Linked DNA regions of Rattus norvegicus: region 1 is linked to region 2. A link is a contact called in public Hi-C data. All regions are on one chromosome and are shown on one strand. The core of a region is the stretch at or near the end of the contact, and the rest is flanking DNA. Distances in the headings are between cores, read along the strand shown.

Evidence for each region. A called contact is a pair of places that touch in the nucleus more often than the background predicts.
Region 1: a Hi-C map of prefrontal cortex shows a contact between it and region 2, with 2.1 times the contacts expected there. The contact joins the promoter of Nup50 here to the promoter of Phf21b in region 2. A contact is called at or near these places in 4 of 12 Hi-C or Micro-C datasets (frontal cortex, liver, mammary epithelial cells and 1 more) and 1 of 1 datasets of contacts at active chromatin or transcription factors (oligodendrocytes).

Annotation. Positions count from the first base shown.
Region 1 is chr7:117,926,258-117,930,792 of GRCr8, reverse strand. Nup50 (nucleoporin 50) reads right to left here and starts at 2,911. Exons shown (of 8, transcript NM_012991.2): 1 at 2,603-2,911.
Region 2 is chr7:117,862,814-117,867,164 of GRCr8, reverse strand. Phf21b (PHD finger protein 21B) reads left to right here and starts at 3,024. Exons shown (of 13, transcript NM_001130680.1): 1 at 3,024-3,487; 2 at 4,348-4,351. The coding sequence starts at 3,434.

The sequences.
Region 1 (4,535 bases), core at 1,662-4,161, 64 kb before region 2:
GCTAAAACATTCCTTACATTACTTAAGACATTTTAAAGGCTATGGATGTGGTAGCACCTGCTTCAGATATACAGCATCAAGGCTGGTGAGATGGCTTGGCAGGTAAGAGTGCACTGCTCTTGTAGAGTTCATGTTTGATTCCAAGTACCCAACAGCAGCTCACAAATACCTGTAACTTCAACTCTAGGGGCATCTAACTTTTCTGGCTTCCACAGGCGTGCAAACACACAGAACAACAGCAACAGCAGCAGCAACAACAGTAGTAACAACAAGGGCCAGGCAAAGTGGCACACACCTTTAGTCCCAGGACTCAGGAAGTAGAGGTAGGTGGATCTCTGTGAGTTTGAGACCAGGCTAGTCTACAGAATAAGTTCTAGGACAACCAGAGCTATTCCAGAAAAAATGTTTGCTTTTCAGAACTAGAAATAACAGGGGCTGGGAAGAGAGCTCAGCAGTTAGGAGCACATATTACTCTTGCAGAGGACCCAAGTTCAGTACCTAGCACCCATGTCAGGCTGCTCATATCCCTGTTGGAATTATACATACACACAGGAAAAAAAATTAACCCACACAAGCTCTGGGGGCTTGGTTCTAAGCACTGTTTGGTTTCTTCAGAGCAGCTGAAGCAGCAGGGATACTTGCCCAGGCTGGCAGTAGGTACTCCTTCCTGATTCTTTCTCCGTTCATTTACCCTCAGCACAGCATCCCACCAGAGTAGGCCTGGAACAGTCACTAACTACAAACTTACCCAAAACTTAACCACAGCAGATTAGCAACTATAGAGTAAGTTTCAAACCAGTAAATTCCAAAGCCCTGCAAAATCTGATGTGCGGGGTGGGTGGGAGTGTGGGGAGTGAGAGAGTGAGAGACAGACAGAGAGACAGAGACAGAGACAGAGACAGAGAGAGAGAGAGAGAGAGAGAGAGAGAGAGAGGAGTGAGTTTGTGAGTGAGTGTGCGTGTATGTTGTGCCCAGCTTTTGATATTGATACATCCCAACCTTTTACATTTTTCTCTTATAGGCATTTTTTTATTACAAAATGATTTTTAAATCGAAGATTCTAAAATATATAGCATGAATTTTAATAAATACCAGTAACTGGGAACCCTCTCTTTATAACTCCTCCCCGAAACGCTGCAAAATTAATATTATCAGAAATAGCATTCTTTACAGAACTGTTCACAGGTAAGGTCTCTGGATCGCTAGGGAAACTTTTCTAATCATTACCTAACATCACCACCAGAGGGCAAAAGGGGCAAGCAGTGACCTGGTTAGATGTACTGTTTTAAGATGTGGACAAAAGGAACGGTGGAAAACCAAATGGTACTATGTGAAATTTTAACATCCAGCTTAGACTTGAAACTAGAGAGCAGACTGTACCTGACAGACTAACTGCCATTTCACACCTACTCAGATAAACCAGAGGGCAGGGATTTTGGTTCTGTTTCGTGATGACTCCAAAATTTTCCAAACATATCTGGCTCATAGATGACAATCTGTTGTTGAATCAGTTGTCTGAGGCATTACTTATTTGAGAAAATACAAGATACTAGTGCTAGCTTCCAGGACAAGCTGAGAGATCCTGGGCAAATGAGTTTGGTGAATGATTATGTGTGGGGCAGAGGGAGTGCTATGAAAACTTAAAGAAGGCATCGCCTAGAACAGTGGCTAAAACAGAGACGTGTCTTGTCAAAATAATAACCAGAAAAAATATATATATACTATTTTTACCCCCATACTCAGAAGTTGTAGAGTGGGAAAACAAAGTAACTCGAACTACAGGCTAAACTTTTAAAACACATTTCACCAACCTGGGTGATGGCAAAGTGAGGCTGAGGCAGGATGACAGTTTGAGGCCAATCTAAGCCACAGGACAAGTTTAAGGACAGCACAGGAGATACACACTTAAAAGAACATCAAACACCTTATTCCACATTCCATAGTTAATTTTCCTCTTTTGAAAGGAAAAAATTTTTCTTTTATTTTTTTCTTTTAGAGCTGTGGGGACAGGATCCAGGGTCTTGTACGTGCTAGAGAAACCTACCAATGTGTTACCGGGAAATTTAATTCCCATAACAAATGAGTTACACCAGCTGCCCGGAAGAGTTTGCCAAATGTCAGCGTCTGTGGGTAAAATGGCTCCATGAAATGCTTTCATGATATGAAGCTAGGAAGTTGCCAGTGGGGGAAAATACATTATTCACGAACGGCCGCTTCGGGTAATGTGCACACCAGGTACAACCCTGCTGTCAGAGATGAATTTCACACGAAAACACTAGGAGCCGATCGAGATCACTATAACGCCCCGGAAAGCCCAAACTTCAAAACTTGCTTTGGACGGACCCGGGTGACCAACGGCCTAGGAATACCGTGAGTGCATGCACCGGGCCCAGTCGGGAGACAAGTGAGAGATGAAGGCCAACCATGGAGGCCCTGCCGCCGCCGCCGCCTACCTCCGCCCGGGTCGAGGCCCGCGCCTAGCCGAGCCCTCCAGTGGCCAGGCGGCTCGCCCGGCAGGCCTGGCCCGGCCTGGCTTCACAAACAGCCCGCCGCGTCGCCAAGACCGCCGCCGCCCCGCCCTCCCGGCCTGCCCGGTCCTCACCTCCTAGACGGCCGCCGCAGATCACGCTGAGTTCCGGCGCCGCGGAGAGCAGGGCCGAGGCGGCGGTCGCGGCCGCTGGGAGATTCCGGTGCGTTGAGCGCCTTCAAGGACTTCGTGATCAGCAGGAGTCGGGAGCCGCGTGTCTCTGAGTCCGAAACTGAGGAGAAGAGACATCCGCTCAGCCTGAAGCTGCTACTGAACGCTGAAGAGAGCGCTCGGGGCCGCCATTTTGCAACTCGAATATACCCCTCAGAACCAATCGGAGAAAAAAAAGGGAGGAGGCAAGCAACGCCCTCATCCAGCTACTGCGCAAGCGCGTCGGAGCTCACCCGCCCGGACCTCTTCCTGCGGGCTGCTGGGTGTCACGCGACGCATGCGCAAGCCCGCCCTGGAAACAGTTGCTGGGAGGAACGTCGGATCTCGCGCGTGCGCGAAAGGGAGTGCGGGCTGCCGGCCTAGAGCCAACGCCACTGTCTGCGCGGGTTAAGCACGTTGGTCACGTGTCGACCGCCATCCCGGTTTGAGGAAGTTCGCGCGCCAATCGCTGCTGAGACACTGGCGGGAGGAGTTGTGGTCACTGACTTTGGAGGACTCCGATAGTGTGGTGGGTGGCTGAGGAGGCAGGCCGTGAATCTGAGGGAGCACGAGGCGTGTGCAACGTGATTCTCACGTGGATGGGCCTTAGGGAGGGTGGATCTCAGCCTGCGGCTTGGAAGCTTATGGTGACTCTTCCGGATATGGGGCTGGAGAGCCCTGAGGGACGGACCCAAGAGTCATCCACCCCAATTGCTGCCTTGTGATAGACGTCCACAGATTTCCTCGTTGGGAGCTGTAAAGGTGAATTAAATTTGCCCAAGGCTGCACGGCCAGTTAGGGCCCACAGGAGATGAAGTCCCCGGAGGGATTCTTCACTGCGGGATGAACCACCTGCGTCCTGGATCAGGACTCGCGTTTTTTATGCTTTTGGCTGACTACAGCATTATCAAGCGGTTCAGTTGTTAAAAGAGGGATTCCGGTTGGGTTCACATTCTTCTGATTGTGAACCAGAATGTCAGACCCATCTTTAGCCATCTAGAAACTGCTCTCAGAGAAACTAGCATTTCTAGAGCAATAGTTCCTAACTCTTGGGAAAGGGGAAAAGGGGTTCCAAGGAGAAATCAAATCCCTTATTTTCAGGGTGTTTTATCTGTCAATCGACAAGAACTACAAAAGGAGACTGGCTGGCACAGTGGTAGACTACTTGCCTAGCACATGGAGAGACCTAAATTCAGTCCCCAGATCCAGCAGAGTGAAAGAAAAAACCGGATTGCATTTAATTCATTTGTTCTGAATTCAACTGACTGCCAATTAAGTGTATTCTGAAAAATTGTGTTAAACATGCAGATATTTTTCTTGTCCTTCTCTACACATTTCAACTAACTAACATCATATTTGGTAATATACTCCAGAGATAATTTAAGTATCTGAAATCAGTCAGGTCATGGGGGTTTCCAACTAAAGTCACAGTTACTGGAAGGCTGAGGCAAGAGGATCAACCCAGGCCAGCCAGAGTAACAAGAAGATTCTCTCTCATTAATACAGACCAGACCTACAATCATAGCTATTCAGACAGTTGAGGCAGGAGGATCAAAATTTTAAGGCCTATCTGGGCCTCAGATAAAATGATGCTGAGCATGCCTGAGCAACTTAGACCTTCTTTAAAAAACAAAATACAAAAATGGCTGTGCATAGTCCCAGTACTTGAGAGTAAGAGGCAGATCTCTGAATTCCAGGCTGGCTTGATCTCCGTAGTTCCAGGACAGCCAGCACCACATATTGAGACCCTGAATCAAAAAAACAAAAAACAAAACAAAAAAACCACAACCAAATAAAACTCAGAAAGGATTAGCGATGTAGTTCAGAGGTATTTGCCTAGCAGCCATGAGGCCCTAAA
Region 2 (4,351 bases), core at 1,775-4,274:
GCTGTCTACCCTCACCGTCAGCCACACCCTCAGTGCAGGCTCAGTTAAGACTGTCTTAATGAATGACAGGGGTCATTCAGTCCTATCAGGAAAGGTCAAGAGTCTTAGAAGTTCTTGGCCTGGAGTTAAGGATGACAACCAGATACATACCCTGCTATACATAGGAAGACTGGTAGTGTGTGTGATGGGGGGAAGGACTTGAGAGGGGGATGAGCCTGGGAGGAAGGCTGGGGTTGGAACTGCTGTTAGGGGGTGCTGAGCTCAGGTCAGTGCATGTCCAGTGGAAATGCTAGAAGCTGGAAAGGCTGTGTGTAGAGGCTGTGCTACTCTGGCCCTTAGTGACCACTGGAGCCAGAATTGCATGCCAGGGCATAGCACCTTACCTACAAACAGCCATTCCCTTCCACAACCATAGAATGAACATGGGTTCTGGTGCCTCCACGGCCCCTGTGGGTGCCTTCTATGTTCTCCAGAGGATGGGACTATCTGAATAGATTTAGAAAGTGTGGTCCTAATGCAGGAAGAATGACACTGGGGACAGGCTTCCAAGTGTCAAAGCAACATTTCCAGTTTCCTGTTGCTGCTTCCTGCAGCAAAATGTAAGACCTCAGCTTTTGTTTCTGCTGCTTTCCTTCTGCCACGATGGACTCTCATTCCTCTGGAACAATAAGCCCAAATAAATTCATTGTTCTCTAAAACACCTTTGTTGCGGTGTTTTCTCACACAGAGAGAAACGTTGCTGATACAGTTCCCCTAGAGCAGGCTGGCTGCCAAGGTCAGGCTGGAGACAAGCAGGGCTACACAATGGATAGCAATCCAACCTCTCTACTAAGTAAGTCAACGTGGTGAGAAGTGGGCGAGGTGCTGAGGGGTCTGGAGTATTTGTGTCTGGTGTGATAGATTCCCATGTTGCATAGAAGTGAAGTTGGGAGGTGTAGAGAAACTTGTCTGATGTTGTCCAGGGTAGAGTCCAGCCTGGGCTCCCAGTATCTCTCATGAGTAAGCACTGCTTGGTTTGCCTCCAGAGAGGGTGACAGGAGTTTTCTTGTGGACACTGGGGGAGGGTATCTCAGAAAAGACATTTGAAGTGGATCTGGAAGACAAGGGTTTGTAAAATGGGGAATGAGGGACAGAATATTCTAGAGAACACTGGTCAGGTGAAGGGAGGAAAGCCTGGTGTTCAGAAGCCTGTAGGAGCTCAGGATAACCTCCATGTTTGCTTACAAGAACACCTGCTCCCAGCTGCTCAGGAAGCTGAGGCAAGGGGGACCAAAGTCCAGAGTCTCCAAAGCAGTTGGCTGGGGGACATAACTCAGTGGTAGAGCATTTGTTTAGAATCAGCCAGGCCCTGGGTTTGATCCGTGGTTGCTGACTTTGCCTTTCTTGCGATGACAGAGAGCTCTGTTTGTGCCATGACCCAGGAAGTAGGTGACATGTTGATCATTACTGAAGCCTGAATCCATCCACAGTGGGCAAAATTACAAAACACGCTGGGCCATCACCATCCGACTGCACATCTCCTTCAGTGCGCATCTGCTAGAGTTTGTGCTAGCCAAAGACAACCAGAAAGTCTATCCTGTTATGGGAGGACCACATGGCCAGGAAGATAACCCTGAGTTTTTGCCAAAAAGCCAATGACATTTACAGAAATCACAGGAGGGAGCCTCTTGGCTAGCACATGCCCCTCCTGGTTCTCCAAACACCAGTCCCCAACTAAGCTCCAGTCCTCCCTAGCAGAAGACCATGAGTGGAGCTTCAAGCGTGGCTCGTGTACAGAGGCTTGCCTAGTATGCTCTAGTCCCTGGAGCTACAAACTACAAAGGGGGGGGGGGGGAGAGAGAGAGAGAGAGAGAGAGAGAGAGAGAGAGAGAGAGAGAGAGAGAGAGATACAGAGACAGAGACATTGTCTTGAATTGAGTCTAACCCAGAAGTGGGAGGAATCAGTCCAGTCAACCGGTTAGATCATTGTCATGTTATCTTTGTCGATTGTCATCAATACTGCATATAACCCTAACAACACTGGTGTTCTGGGGTGTGTGTGTGTGTGTGTGTGTGTGTGTGTGTGTGTGTGTGTGTTTTCTGCTGAGGGGTTAAGGAAATATGTAAACTGTTAGCATCCATCGAAGGGATATTTCTGACTGGTAGGGATATTTCTGACTAGTGTGCCTGCATTTTCTTTCCTTTCCTTCCTTCCTCCTTTTCTTGTGACCCACAGAAAGAGTTGGTTGAGTCGCTGTCAATTCAGGGTTACTCTGACACGGAGGCCCCCTTTCCCTTGCCTCTTTGAAATACACTAGTGTGCTTGCTCCCAGCAGGGCACAAAGCCCCGACATTAATTGATGAGGACAGGAAACTCCGCCGCAGTAATCTCGACTCCGAGACGTTGACCCCGGCCCCGGGACTGGGAATTCTGAAATGTCATCTCCGCAGCTGTAGTTATGTTTGCTTTATGTCACACTGACCTGTCGTGTTTACGATTTTTAACAACTGTCTGGGAAAAAAAAAGGCAAGTGACATCTGTTGAGAGTTTAATTGTGAGTGTAAAAAAATCATTAAAGGACCAGTCAAGAGATCAGTTTTCATACTGTTTAAACACCACAGCGGCCATTAGGCACTGGGACTCTGGCGACAGGACTGATTTAGTCTCCGACTCGCAGCGCTCGGCGCTGCGGGAGAGAACCGGGTGATTTAAATAAAACCGGAGAGCGAGGCGAGAAGGGGAAGTAGAGGAGGGAGGAGGTGCAAGAAGCAGGAGGGGGGCATCTCAGTTTGCTGCGAGAAGTGTCGCTCCGGGAGTGAGGCTGTGAAAGCATTCCCAGCTCTCCCTGCTCTCGGCTACGCGTCGAGGAGATCGCTCGGGCGCTCGGCTCTTAGAGCCGCGACTTTGCGCTCCGCTCAGCCGCCACTTTTGTTCCCCGAGCCGGGTCGCCGGGCCGAGCGCAATGCGCACGCGCGGGCGGGGCGGGGCGGGCGGCGGGTTCCCGGCACCGCCCCCTGCCGCCCCGGCCCGCTCCATCCGGGCACTGCCGAATTAGCATCGTGCCGAGGCACAACTTTACCGCGGCCCCAGCGAGATCCAGGCGCGCGCGCCGGAGGAAATATAGTCCCTGCCGGCGGTCAGCTGGCGCGGGCGGCGCCAGGGCGCGCGCTGGGGGGCTGCGCGGGGCTCCCGGCGCCGGGGGGCCATGCGCCGGGCGGCGCAGGCAGCCCGGGCACCCGGCGCAACTTAGCGGCAGCCGGAAGAGTTGGGCGCCAGCTCGCCTTTCTTCCCTCTCGTCAGCCTCCTTTCCTATCGGCGCTGCAGGAGGGGACTCGTGTCTCTCAGTGCCCGGGACGCCGGATCCGAGTTCTCCCGGTCTGGTTCCCGCCGAGCCGCACAACTTCCTGCGAGCTCCGGCCAAAGTGAGCTCAAAGTGCTGCCCAAGTTGCGGCGATGGAGCTGCAAAGCCGGTCCGAGGCGCTCGCAGTGGAACTCGCGCGCCACCAGGTAGGTGGTCCGGGAACCTGGGCTGGGGAGCAGTAGTGGTCCGGGCAGTGGAAGCTGGAGGGACCCAAGCCCCATATCTAACTCTTGGTCTCAGAGGTGCTGGAAACAGGCCCCTTCCCGGAGCATGTCCCGGGGCTGGGATGTAACCCTTGGGTCTCCCTCTCCCTCTCGCTCCCGTGCGATCCAGCACTGTTTGCAGATTCAGGGTTCGTGGGACCCCAGCGTGGCGTCTTCTCTGCGGTTGCCCGGTTTGCACAACTCGGGCACCCGGAAAGGGGACCCTCCTAGAGCTTCCCAGGGAACAGGATGCATGGACAGGCCCGTTCCTAGCCTCCTGCTCCGGGCCCAACCCGGCACCTACCCTCGCTGTTAGCAAAAGTAGTTTGGTGATTGTGAGTCGGGCGAGAGGCGGCCGGTGCCCGAGCGGTATTGCGGCGTGCGCGTGTGTGTGTGTTGGGGAGATTAGGACGCGACTTGAATATTTATGAGCTTTGCTCGACACGGACTCGCCGTGTTTACTTGGCTCTTTGTTCGTCCCCCCTCCCCCGGCACACACTCTTACACTCACTCGCACCCGCACCCCGGCCTGCAAACTTGCACGGCTCGGGGCGCGCCGCCGGGTGGCCTCGGCCCCCGCCCCGCCCCGGGAGCTGCCCCAATGAGGCGGCAGCCACAGGTAAGCTGCTCCGCGCGACATTGCACGGTGGCCCGAGTGAGGGAAGCGGCCCTGGAAAGTTGGGGCGCGCTTCGGTTGGCCTGGTCCGCCAGGCATTGGGTGGTGGGGATGCGGGGCTCGGGGCTCGCCTGCCACCCACTCCCCGGGGCGGCCAGGCTGAGCCGGTTCCTCTGTGTCTCCGTAGAACG